Regions from separate parts of the Mus musculus genome. Here all the other regions are linked to region 1. Evidence: chromatin contacts called from public Hi-C data. All regions are on one chromosome and are shown on one strand. The core of a region is the stretch at or near the end of the contact, and the rest is flanking DNA. Distances in the headings are between cores, read along the strand shown.

Region 1 (4,507 bases), core at 1,313-3,812:
CGTACATAAGTGGATGGCATAGCAAGTCTGTGTGCTCACACATTTTATATTCATAAATCCCTCTACGGTCCCCTTTAATACCCATCCAGTCCTTCTTACTGTCCTTTTCCACTTTGTACTATCTAAACTCAGGCTTAAAAGCCAGCTGTATCTCCTTGGTTCTTACTGCTGTTGATCACCAAGTCTTTACCGTTTCTCTCCATTGCCTCGTCTACTCCTTCACCAACTACAGTAAAAGTTCCTCCACCTACTTGTCTCATTTCTAGAACGAACTTCCTAAAATCCACAATATCTCAAACCAATTATTCAATGGCTATAGGTGCTGGTCAAATCATAGTTCTGAATCTGTCTATTCAACCATCTGATGATGAAAATACTCCATAGAAATGAAACACATGGCATGTTCTGTACTGAACATGTGTATGTTTCTTTTCGACCCTCAGTCTCTAAATGCTATAATGTGACAGCTACTCACATAGCAAGTGATATTGTCTTAGGTATTAGACATGGTCTTAGTAGTTTATAGGCAAATATGCTGCCATTTTATATCAGGGAGTCCAACATCTCTGGTCTTTGATTTTCAAAGATGGTAGTTTTGGAACCAATGCTCTGTGGATAGCAAGAACCAACTGCACTATTTTCTCAAGGAAACTGGCCACATGCTGTCCCTCCTCTCAACTCTCACAGGCACACACTGGATTTTCCTGACACACCAGAGTCTGTGTCCCCACATTAGGGATTCCCATGCTTAGGAAGCCTAAGACAGTTTATGGAGACATATTACATATACACCTGCTCAAACTGTCCCCTAATGCTAACCCTTCTCCAGCCCTCAGGGCTGACATATAGTTTGATTTACCTGGCAGGGACTGGCAACGTGTAAAGCCTGAGCTGAGAACAAGATCTGGAAAGATTCCCTCCGTGGTGCAGTTATTAACAGTATTTTTCCTGGTAAGTGATATATGCCGAGAACAAATAGTAGGATAGCAAATGATCAGAATTTGGTGTAATGGCTTTGTATTAAATAGAAAGAGAAACAGACTGCTCTCTGTTTAGAATCTGAGTAAACCCGTTGGCGTTTCCTGTGTTGCCCATTTATAAATCGATACAGATGTTCACCAAACTTTGTATTATAAAAACACGTTGGATTGAGAATGACAATCAACTACTAGCAAATGAGCTTCATCACTGTGGAAAATGCCAAGGAATCCACTCACCACATCAGGTCCTGACTCTCCCCTACGCTTCAACTTTGTAATGCTGAAGTTAGATGAGCTCAGAGGAGAACACAATATGCACAATGTAGTAAGCCACAAAGCTGTGTTTTAAGTCAGTTCTAAACATCTTGTGCATGACTGTTTATATAAATTCAAATACACACCTTGGACCTTATAGAAAAGTATATGATCAAAATACATAAAGTGGTATATAGTTCATTCTTATGTATTACAAATGGAAGACCAAAGATTCAGAACAAATTCACTAGACACATACTTTTCCAGTTGAGTTTTCATCTCTAAAGACATTTCATAAAAATTTTCGAACAGCCTTTATTGAGTGCTGAGTGCCCTGTACATTTCCTTACTTAAAGGGCAGAGGGTTCAAGGAAGTTGTTTCTGCTGTTACCTAATCAAGTGAATGGAGTTTAGTTTGATAGCTTCCTTTTCAGAAAGACATAATGTGAGGGGGGCAGCTACCAACTTGCTCTGTATGCCACAGCTACCAAGCAGCCCATTCACCTCCCCGAAATAGTCCTACTTCCCAATAGCCCAAGGTTCTATCATTGCTCCAGGACTGAAGAATTCACTTGGCTGACAGAGGTAGTGTTCAAGGAGAAGTCTTCTCTCGATTGTGAACTGACGGGGCCTGGAGGTAAGCCCAGAGGGAGACAATGAACAGACACACAAACGGAGGAGTGTTGATCGTGTGGGTTGTGTACCTGTAAACGACCTTCATGTTCATTGTTCTCAACAACTTTCATTTTACCTGAGCACATCTTTAAATGAAGATAAATATTTGAGTCTTACTTTAAAAAAAAAAAAAAGTGACTGTTTTTCTATCCTTCAACTGTGATACTATCTCTGGTAGACATGTCACCTCCCCCCTCACATGTACTCTCAGTCATTAACTCCTAAGTTAATTGGGTAGTAGACAGAGGTTCTCCTCAGGGAAAAGAACTCTCCTTTGAATAAGAACCGAAATGACTCCTAAGCGCGGGGAATAAGGCTGGTAGTCAAAGTTAACAGAGACACGCAGGAGCAGGTACCACTTTCAGCAGAGGTCAGGCAAACGTGAACACTCTAGACAGCGCAGCAACCTTACCTGCTTTCGTCCCCGGGGCAAAGTAGCTACAGTGTCTGCCAGCACTTGAATCCTTCGGTTGTCTTCCATCGTGAGCTGGCCCGTGAGGACGGAGTAGGAGCCGTAGGCAGAGTCAGCACAGTACTCCAAATTGCCATTGCTGCCCTGCCGCTGCAGAAACCTTTGCAGAGACATTGTGGGCAAAGATTAATCCCGCCAACACATGGTTCCCTGGCCTTGCAGGAGGGAGGAAGCGAAATGCACAGCCCTCTGACACGCAGTCGAAAAAGTAGCAAAGCCAACAGAACCCATGTGACTGCTGTGGTTTGAGACACTGTTGCACAAAGCCTATAGAGGAGGTCACTCCTACTCTCCAGTGCTCCTGAGAGAACCTTGCGTTCCTTTTCTACAATTAAAAAAAAAAAAAAAGAAAAAGAAAAAAATCAGTGTACTTTTCCTCCCTCAAACAGCCGGAACATAGAGTTTGATACTCTATGGCTACGGGTACTCAAAACAGAATTTTCCAGAGAAAGAAAAGAAAAGAAAACAACTTTGTTCAAGTTCGCTCATTTGCTTCCTACCCGTTTGCTCATTTAATATTAGCACCCCCGTGCACTTAACAGACTGTGCCCTCACTCACTCTTTTGGCTGTAAATGTCACAGGTGCTGGCCAGGTTGTTCTCTGGTAAAGTCCTTGTGGTGTTCCTCCCTCTACCTCATTAAAGTTCATCAAAAATGCATTCTGTCCCTAGAGCTGTAGCCGTTTGACATTCACCTAATTGCCTTTATGCCGCTTTATTCTTACCGCAATTACCCATCAGCTTTATAAGAACATAACGGGGAGGGGAAGGAAAGGCAGCGTATTTAGTGCAGAACATTGTTCGTATCTGGGGCTACTCATACCTACAACTTTAGGGGGGAAGAAAGCAGTGGGAAAGAAGGGGGTAGTCAAGCTGAGATAACACAGGATGGTTCCTGTGGCAGTGTGCCATCACGGTGGGGGGAGGGACTTGAAAACAGTTGCTTTTTTTATTTTTTAAATTTTGTATTTTTCAAGTAGTTGAAGATAACGGGTTTCACCCAGAAGCAGGAAAGTACGTAAAAGGCAGAATCAAAGCAAAAATAAAAAGGAGAAGTTTTAAATAGCACAGAAGTCAAACACGCACGTAAAAGTCGTTTGGAAGGTCACTACTAGAGTTTACAAGAGTTAGAAAAGCTCCGAGCTAGAATGGAATGCGTGCACTAGAACTCGAAGTGGGTTCAACCCAAGCAGAACTGGCCAAGTGTGAGTCATAAAGTCGTCAGAATTAATGAAAAGAGGAAGCCGGATCGGAGAACGGTAACGCTCTAACACAGCATGACTCCTTACTGTTGGAACTGAATAAGAATAGAAAGAAGACGATGTCCCTTAAAACATATAAAATCTAAGTTGGAGATTACAAGCACACATCCTTCTAGGGGGCAGATATGTGTAATTCAAAAGAAAGTGCTGGTAACTTTGGTAGCTTAACAATTTTTTTTTTCCTCTAGGAATTTTACAGTCAGGTAAATGTGTTAATACTTGCAAACATTGAATCAAGCCAAGTTCTATAGATGAAAACAGTAACTGTACAAATTCAGTGTTATGAGGTATTAGTCTGTAGATTGCAGACATTAATGATTGACTGGAAGCATGTTTCACTATATGCCATAAAATGCACCTAACATGCTGACTCTTTCAATAACTACATTTACATTTATATTCCACTAGTATTAAAAAAAAACAAAGGCACATCTGCTCCCTGCCCATACACATCAGTCAGGCCACACCCATGAATGTATTTACGAACTGGCCAACCATGATGGTTCGGGTCTCTCTTCTGATTCTTGAGGCCTGCATCGTGCCACTTACTACACACTTTGAATAATATCCCGATCAGTAGTGTCATCTGTGATAAAATGACTCATCTTCAATGACAACGAAGCTTTCAGACACCAAATTGTTGACTTACAGCAGTGTGTGACTGTGTAGGTTTTTAGAAGTTGTGGGCTTTTTTCCCCCTCTAGGATTTACCTTCCATCCCCTCTCAGCCTCTTCATTACTGTGAGAAGGGGATACAGTAGACAATCTGCTCAATCTGTCTACCATGCAGGTCTGAGGTGTCCTTCAGTGTCCATAGGACAGAAAGGACAGATTTGACGTTCCTTCTGCATTCTACTTTCTAAA
Region 2 (4,507 bases), core at 893-3,392, 2.7 Mb after region 1:
ATGAAGTCACTCACGGTAACCAGGTCCCTGCGCTCCAAGTGTGCTTTTTCAGTGAATGGCAAAATACTAACAAAAGAAACCTTTGACTCAAATACCACTGGTACCCAGGGTCTTGTGTCTGTATAATGCCTACACATTCATTTCTTTCTTTGCCTATAGAAAAAAGAAAGTCTGTTTGTTTTTCTGATTCAGTCAGCCCTTTTAGTCTTTGAGTCTAAGGAGAGGCTTGTGAAAAGAGCATCTTATCAGCATGCTCCAGCCAGCAGGCTGTGCCCCCCTCCACAACCAAACCTCCAGCCTCTCTCAGCAAAAGGCCTCACCCTCTGAGCCTTTTCCCATTTCAGAGCTAACACCCTGCTGGGTTTTGACAACAAATAAATGAATACACAAGGCCCTAACATAATTAGCCATCTTTTCAGGTAGAGAGAGGTGGGTGGGGGGAGGAGGGCTTGGGAGAATACTTTAGTGTAAATTGGCCTCACTTCTGAAGTTGACGCTGGCACACAGCATCTGAGGGCACTTATTTTAAATAAAGCCACATGAAGTGAGTTTTCGAGATACCCGTCCGTGAATCCTGACCTTGTGCATATCTATCTCAGCCAAGTCGTCAGTAAAGATTTTAAACTTGTAACCCAAAGATTGGACTTCTTAATCCAGGAGAAAGGCTGTGGCTTGGACATCGTGGGCACTGAAACCCAGGGACATTTATTTACTTCTTTTAAAGGGGAATTTTAACAAACAAAAGAGGCAAAGAAAGTAAAATAGAAAATAGTACTTTGTGACCCCGAGGAAGCATTTCAGATGGGCTGATGCTGGACAGCCGGAACAATAATCCTGCAAACCGCCACAAAGAACTCAGCAGGCTCCAGTGCCACACATCTGGATCTTAATGGAACCACAGTTTACGTGGAAGGGTGCATTTTGCTGCTATCATTACTGGGATAACTTAATTGATCTGTCTCTGTGGCTGAGGGTGTAGACTAGAGATTTATTACGAAGGGAAAAGATCTGCAATGCTGCCTTTTCTTTTTCAACAAGCATTCTGTCACTGACCTCTAAACGAGTTTAACCTTTTCTGAGCAGACCTGCACATTTTTAACATAATTTAGAGCTAGGGTTTTTGTTGTTGTTATTGCTGCTGCTGAGAGGCTGTGGGGTTTTTATCACAACATGGCTTCAGTAACCTTCTTTCAAAAACAAAGATGTTAAAAACAAAAGACCGAAACTAAAACCTGCCAGTTCCACTCCTTTTCCAGGCAGGGGATTCGGATGTAACCTTTCAAGTGCCTTTGGAGTTCAATCTGTTAGAAAATGTATGAAACAAAATTAGAATAGGAAAAGGCGTGTGTATGACTCAGGCTTATCCCAGTATCTCTATCACAGGATTTCCCTGTGTTTCTGAAAACCTTGAGAAAGTGACAGAAGTTCCTGTTTTTCTTTTCTTTTTTGTCTTTTTTTTTTTTTTTTTAAAATAAGAAGGGTGGCGCGCGCGAACACACACACACACACACACACACACACACACACACACACACACGTCTTCCGGGTTCCCCATGAATCAGACAGGTTTCTTGGAGGTCCCCTAGTGCAATGCAAAGCACTGCCCCGACGTATCCCCAGTTCCTCTGTACACAAAGGTCTCCAGGAAACCCCCAAACTTGTTGCGGGCCGCCGGAGCCCTTGGCCGCGCGCCTGCCCGTCCCACCTCTCCGCCAGTCCCCGTCCCGGTCCCCCCGGGCATCTCTCCGCCCGCCGCCTCCTTCCGAAACCGGGTCACCGCCCCGCGCGCTCGGCGCAGGCCTGGGGAGCGCGGCAGCCTCACCTGCTTGCGGTAGGGCGTCCTGCAGCCGCCGGCAGCGCCGGGGTGGCCGCTGCCGCTGGGGAAGATCATCTCGGGCGCGGGGAGCTGAGGCAACCGGGGCCGCGGCGCTCCGGGAACTCCCTCTCTCGCCTGTCCGGGCAGGCGGAGGGAGGATGCGGCCGGGGACTGGCTCGCGGCTCCCGCCCTAAAAGTGCGGCGCGACGCGCGCGGCCGGCGACTCTCGAGCAGCTCCGGGGGCCGCCGCCCTGCGTGCCATGGACCGGAGTTCGCGCGCGGTGCCGGCGGCAGCGGACGAGCAGCGCCGCCGCGTCCCCACCTCCCGCCGCCTCAACCACCGCCCCGAGAGCGCGCCGGCCGGGGGCGGGGAAGCAGCCGCGCACCGCCTAGTGCCGCGCCCAGCCCTCCCGCGCCTCCCGCCCGCCCGGCCGCCCGGCCGCGCCCGCTCCCCCGGCCTCGGCCCCCGCGCTCGGCCTCCCGGGCTGGGGCGGCAACCCGGGCTGCGCGGCGCCCCCATCCCGCGCAATGGTTGGCTCTGGCGCCCCGCATGCCTCACATTCCTGGGAGCAGCCACCCCAGGCCCTTGGGCCAGGCGTCGCCGTGGCTTCGCACCCCACTTGGCTGCCCCTTTTAAGGGCATCGCTTCGGGAACCGCTGGAACACCTGGATAGGAAGCCAATGGCCCGCCTTTTCTTTCATCTTTCACAGCAGCCCCTGGTCCCGAAAAGGCGCGGATAATTACTCTCACTTCCCTGTCCAGATCTACCTCCCAGGACACTTCTCAGCCCCCCAGTTATAAGCATGCTACATTTTTGTAGAGCAAACGGGTGGGTTTTTTTTGTTTTGTTTTGTTTTGTTTTTGTGTTTTCCTTTCCAGTCCCTCACCCAAATACACCCGGGAAAGTTTTCAATTTCATTCTTGTGCCACAGAGGAAGAGTTTTCCTTCAAGACAACATTATCAAAAAAGCAATGAAAACCTTATAAGCCATCCAAAGGGGAGACCTGTCCTTCCTGGAAAAGACAGAAGATACAGGAATTCAACCTAGTTATTAAAAAGACGGCAAGAAAGGGACAAAGACAGGAGTAATTTCCTTTGTTCTCAAGTGGAAAAAAAAATAAAAACTGCTTCTCTTGCCGCTCCTTTTGCAGTCACCTCTCTGGATGTAGCTAGCAGGCTTTGAACACATGTTGATGTGGAGGCCTCAGAAGAGGGTGGTCAAGCAAGCCATTTCTGGATAGGGTTACCAGGGCTGGTTGCCATCTTTAAATTGGCGACGGGGTCCCTGACAAGTATTCCTGAATTCTGGGATTACAGCCACAGTACACATACATAGGTCTTCCCTGGCTTCTAACATCTTCCTGGAAAGGCCCATCTGCTACAACAATGAAAAATCCCAGCTTGTCTTAACAAGAGAAGGAACTCAAACTCTGGCTGTCACAGAGATGCTATGAACGTCAACTTTCTAGCCAAAGTGTAGCCATTCAGAGACTTTTCTGAAAACAAAGTTGAAAATTATACTTCCCAGAAATCCTGCTGGTGACTTAGTCAGCTGCTTCCAAAGTCCCCAGAGTTCCAGCAAAAGTAACAAGAAATAATAAGTCTTGCCTATTGAAAGCAGACACACCCACAACACACACATAATCCTAATTCTTTTCACTTAAAAAAAAAAAAAAAACAGCAAAGGCTAGGGTATTCGGTGCATACTGGGCAAGTAAAACCTTAAAATTCACAGGATATCTGCCCTTGAAAGTGTTTAAAGATTACAGCACAGCCAGGCTGTGAGCTAGTGGGGACCCCAGAACTGTTTTTCTACTACTACTCCATGCATTGGTTTTGTTTTTTTTTTTGGTTTTTTTTTTTTTTTTTTTTTTTTTTTTTGCTGTGACCTGTTGTCTTTCCTCACTATGAGCCAGCACAAATGCAAAGTGGACAGTTTTAGTTCCAACTGTTCAAGTCGAAGATGCCTTTTCCTGAGGACTCGAGACACACCCTACTTCATCCTACCCTCTGCACTATTACCACAAGTCCCACCAGTCATCTACAGAAAAAGCCAGTGTACAACCTCAGTTGTCCTGACTGGTCTCTTAGGAAACCACAATTGAAACCACAGAAGAACAGCATTAAATTTTTTTATGGCTTTTCTCTCAAGTCATGATGTACTTGCTGGGTCATGACCCATTGGATACTGTGCTATTCCAAAATGCTAGCACTCGATTGGATGTCTAATAGTTCTCTAGAGATAAGAAAATGTTAAATGATAAAATTTAAAGAGATGGCAAAATAAATCTGATACTAGTAGAATGTGCAAATAATACTGAGAGGTATTAAGAGAACTGACCTTAAGACTTAAAATGAATCTAAGAATTAGCATGCTGTTTATAGTTTCACATGAACTGCTTAAAAAGAAAAAACATAGACATGTAGTACTTAAAAAAAAAGGAAACTTGAGTTCAAAAGCTCCAAATATGAAGTAGATCTATAAGCCATTATACAAAGAAGAAAAGATTAATAGTCCAACCTCAAAATAGGATCACAGAAACCCAAAAATTCAAACTTAAGGGAAATAGCTGGAATATGAAACTCTGTATATAACATACACAATCAATTCTAGATAATCCATGAGCAATTATAGGGATGGAGTCTAGCGAGGTCCGTCTAGAAAAGTCCACTTTCATTGTTGTCGATT
Region 3 (4,507 bases), core at 1,498-3,997, 2.0 Mb after region 1:
TAAAGAATGCATAGAGGAGCTCCTAAGGAGGTTATATGGTATAAAGGTGGAAAGAGCAAACAGGTAATTTGAAATCTGAACGAGAACTCTAAGTACTCAGGCAGATTAAACAACAATAACAACAGTGCTTAAACCCAAGAATCAGGGCAGGATGAACCCGGCCAGATGACAGACAAGTTCATAAGGCAGAGGGATGAAGAGAATAAAGGCCACTAAGACAGTGTCTTAGGGAAGGAAGTAAAGAAGTGGAAATTAATGAAACGGTGTTGGCAAGAGGTCAACAGAGACCCTTGAAGTCAGAAAGGAACCACAGCTGTACGGACAGATCATCAAAGGGCTAAGAGAGAGTGCTGCAAACCAAAGGGACGGTGTCTAGTTTGTTTAGAGGAATTCTGATTTCAGATGCTTGCTATCAAATCCTTTGCTCCGATTATTGTTTTGGAAACAATAGTCACTATCTTACCTAGATTATATCCATAATTCCTAGTAAAGCATAAAATGTCTTTAGCACAACAAAATTTCAATAATTATTTATTGACAATGATAAATTACTTAAAAATTCACAGCAGAGAGTAAATCAATCTCAATCTCTGCCCCCACCCTCTCTCTCTCTCTCACACACACACTCCCCTAACTGTTCTCAAAGGATAAGCACATGTCCGTGTTTTATAGCTATTACCTAGCATTAACTAAGAATTAGAATCCAGAGCCCGTGAGGTGGCTCAACACCTAAAGGAGCCTGCTGCAAAGCCTGCTGGCCCGAGTCTGAGTCCCAGGAATCCATGGCAGGAGAGAACCCATTCCCACAAGCTGCCCCCGACCTTCACACAGGCTCTAGTGGCCAGCACCCCTCCACGTATACACACACGTACACACACACACACACACACACACACACACACACACAGAGGAAGCTGGCACCACACTCACCTCTCACAGAATCCTCAGCACTGAGAGGAGACGAAACCATAACCGGCCAACACCTGCACTGTCCTTGTCAGGGGTTCTGTAGAGAAGTTCCCACTAACTACGTTTGTCTACTATAGCTCAGGAAAATGGTGCAGTCGATCCTCTTAACACAAAATAAACTGGGAAAGATGTTCAAGGGGTCTCCACAAGGTTCAGTTCCAGAAAGGCCGAATGGTGGCTTAGACACATAACGTAACTGTTAACAATTATGGAACGCTTGCTATGTTCTAAGAACTGACAGATCCCCTCATTTAATCCCTTCAACACCACCATGAAGTTTGGGGAGCATGGCGGATTAGGGTTCCCTAACCCACAGGAAGAAGCCTGGGTTAAGGAATTCTTGGCAACATTAAAGAACTGCTGAAGACAAAGGTAATCAGACAAAGTGCTGAGATATGAACCCATGAATTCTGATTCTTAAGGGTGTTACACGGCCAAACAGAATGGAACAATTATTTCTCTTAAAAGGACAAATTACATCTCCTCAAAAGTAATCTGTACTTAATTTTATCCTTTACCAGACACTTTGTCTACTACATGCCCTAAAAGGATGACACCTGGGTGTCAACTTTAACAAAATTAAAAAAAAAAACAACCCAAAACCCTTAAGTTTGTACGAAATTTATTAGTGATGAGTGAAGAAAAATGAGAGATGATTACTGACTGTATATATGTATATATACATATGTGTATATATATATATATATATATATATATATATATATATATGTAGCATTTCACTTAGTCACTTAGTGGAATTATGTAGATCCAAGTTATTCTTTGAAACAAACACCCTTAAATCAAATAGGTCACTTAAAAACCCAAGTGCCCTCCCTGTGCTTCCAAGTTTTAGTAAGAACTTACCGTTAAACAACTTGCGTTTGGTCCATCATTGAAACGCCACATAATTTGTGGCTTTTCCCATACTCTCTTGCATTTCTTAGTCCTCATTTACATCTTAGTTTAACCACATTCACCGTGGTTTCTGAAAGTTTCTTCTCGTATTCCTCAGACTACGTCACAGATTCCCTCGCTCTTTCTAAATAAGTGAATGTCTGCTGCAAAACCTGTAGCTGCGCTCTCAGAGCTTAAAAAGCCCGATTTTTTTTTTTTTTTTTTAAGATTCCGAAGTGATCGTCCAAATACCCCGTCGCTACAACTTATTTACTCCAGGGAAACTGCCAGCAGCAGGGTGTAGGAATCAATCGGAAGGCTGTAGTAGGTGGAGGGAGAGCTGTCAAATCCTACAAGGTTGGGCAGGGAGGACGCGCCGGGGAGGCTCGAGGGGAGGTGGGGGAAAGGCAGCGTCGGACTCCATTCCGTAAACAGTCCCTGCGCCACTTGCCGAGCGCAGAGAAAACAAAATCCACCCCCGCAACCAGCCGGGCGGGACCCGGAGCGGCGGGCCTGGTAGGGGCCCGCGGCGGGCGCGGGAGCCAGGCGGGCGCCGAAGCCCCTCGCACTGCGGGCGGCGACCGGCCCGCCCGGCCTCCCGCGCCGCGCCGCTCCGGGCGCCCGCACGCCCGCACGTCGCCGACCGTCTGCGGCCGCTTACCGTGGCGCCTCGCAGCTTCCCCCGAGGCGGCCCTCAACGGCTGCCGCAGTCAGAGCACCACCCCGCGGCGGGGCACGTCTAGCCCGCCCGCAGCTCCCGGCTCCCCCGCAGCGCCGCCAGCGCCGCCGCCGCCGCGGCTCTCGCGAGAAGCGGGCGAGCGAGCGCGCAGGGGGCGGGGGAGGAGGAAGGGCGGGGCTGCCAACGGCGGCGGCCACTTCTGCGGCGCATCCGGAGGGGCGGCCGCCATTGTGCTTCGTCGCCGACTTCTCTGCCGGTAGCCCGAGAGCCGAGCCGAGCCCAGCGAGGAAGGCGGCGGCGGTGTGGCTGCGGCGAGCGCGACACTCCCTGCAGCGGAGTGCTCGGTGGAAGAGGGTAAAGAGCGGCGGCGGCGGCGTGGGGGGGAGGGGAGCGCTGGAGTGCGAGCCACCCCCACCCCCACCCGGGACCCCGGGGGCAGGGCGGGCGGGCGGGCGGGCAGATGGTGCGCGTCCCTCGGGGACCCGCGACGACCTGCGGCGCCGGGCGGCCGTAGTGCGGGGTCGGCTCACCCGGGATTTCGGTCGGTTTCCCCCAGTCCCCTCGGAGTAGGTGGAGGGAGGTAGGCCTCTCGGTGGCCCCGCACCGGGAGTGGCGTGACACGGGCATGTGAGGCAGGAAGGCTGGCTCTCCTGACCCGGGGCGAGACACGGGTGTAAGGGGCCGACTCTAGACACGCAAGGTGTGAGTAGTAAAATGCACCCTCACCTTGGAGAAACTGCGTAGTGAAGAGCGCGCACGCACACACACACACACACACCCCGAAACCACTACAGTGAACACCCTCCTTCTCCACCCCCCTACAAAAGTACGTGTTGGTATATGGGGGTGGAAATCCGTGTGGGTCATAAACATGACGTCACGATCAGTGTGAAAACAGTTTAAAGAGCGGGTCCGGGTCACACGCCATTCTGTAGTTTGTGTGTGTGTGTTTTTATTGTCTTCAGTGTCCTTATTTTTTAAGTCCCACCCCCCCTCCCCCGTTTGTATCCAGAACGTAGGGGTGAGTACCGAGATACCGTCCTGATTGACAAACAATAGTACTCTCACTAAAAAAGGTAGATCCTATGTAGTCTCACAAGATAACCCGAAATGGGGTCAGTATTTCCTTTTGAGGAGCTTTTGTGTGTGTGTGTGAGTGAGAGAAGCAGCAGTTGTGCTGAGGCAGTCGCAATGGAACCAGAAACTCTGGCATCGCCATGACCATAGTTATTTTACCTCTTAAGATCTCCTAGTTGAGATGAGTCCCCTCCACCCCCGACTCCTGGGATGCCTTTTTTAAGGAGATAGTGTGTGAAGCAGTCAGCAGAGCAGGCACACTACAGGGCATAATACTTGTACTGTGGATTTTTAATGACTTCAAACAGAAGGAATTTACCACCAAGTTTTATCATCAAGCATTCTGGTCAGAACGAAACTTGGACTTTGTGAGTTGTGTCCCTATAGCTTCATGTTTTTATGGGTTGATTAGAGGGCTCTTACCTTGTGTTTCCCGCTGGCACTGAACTCATGATGTTATCCAGACCCACCTCTAAGGTAAGATACTCTTGCTTAAGCCTTCTGAGCTCCGGGATTGCTGTGCCACCAGATCAACACCACCACACACTTCTAGTTTTGCCCTAGATGTTTGGTACACCATCCACCTCCCTCCTTCACGCCCTCCTCTTTCTCTCATACCCGAAGATTTTTTTTTCATTATTTGACAGTTTCATATATGTATATAATGCAATTCAGTACCCCCCATTACCTTATTTTCAGTTACATGATGGGTCAGATTGTCTTACACAGTGTAGGGTCTCGGGCATGCTAAGCATTTGCTCTCTGAGCTATATTCAAGACCCCTCAACCCAGGTCAGGTGTCTTGAATAAGGAAGGTTGTTTTCTCATATAACTTCACAGATTTTTCTGTGTTCTACATGAAGGTTTTGGATAATCAACTTGAATGTG

The links. A called contact is a pair of places that touch in the nucleus more often than the background predicts.
Region 2: a contact with region 1 is called in a Hi-C map of B cells, with 6 read pairs. The contact joins the promoter of Rbms1 here to the promoter of Cytip in region 1. A contact is called at or near these places in 1 of 484 Hi-C or Micro-C datasets (B cells) and 1 of 115 datasets of contacts at active chromatin or transcription factors (large pre-B cells).
Region 3: a Hi-C map of B cells shows a contact between it and region 1, with 8 read pairs. The contact joins the promoter of Marchf7 here to the promoter of Cytip in region 1. A contact is called at or near these places in 1 of 39 promoter capture datasets (pre-B cells), 2 of 484 Hi-C or Micro-C datasets (B cells and CD4 T cells) and 1 of 115 datasets of contacts at active chromatin or transcription factors (CD4 single positive thymocytes).

The regions. Positions count from the first base shown.
Region 1 is chr2:58,157,560-58,162,066 of GRCm38.p6, forward strand. It overlaps Cytip (cytohesin 1 interacting protein), which reads right to left and starts at 2,563. Exons shown (of 8, transcript NM_139200.4): 1 at 2,323-2,563. The coding sequence starts at 2,496.
Region 2 is chr2:60,879,296-60,883,802 of GRCm38.p6, forward strand. It overlaps Rbms1 (RNA binding motif, single stranded interacting protein 1), which reads right to left and starts at 2,143. Exons shown (of 14, transcript NM_001141931.1): 1 at 1,823-2,143. The coding sequence starts at 1,891. LOC108168762 (a long non-coding RNA gene) reads right to left here. Exons shown (of 2, transcript XR_003953832.1): 2 at 3,671-4,507.
Region 3 is chr2:60,207,189-60,211,695 of GRCm38.p6, forward strand. It overlaps Marchf7 (membrane associated ring-CH-type finger 7), which reads left to right and starts at 2,748. Exons shown (of 10, transcript NM_020575.2): 1 at 2,748-2,896. It also overlaps a transcript of Baz2b not described here.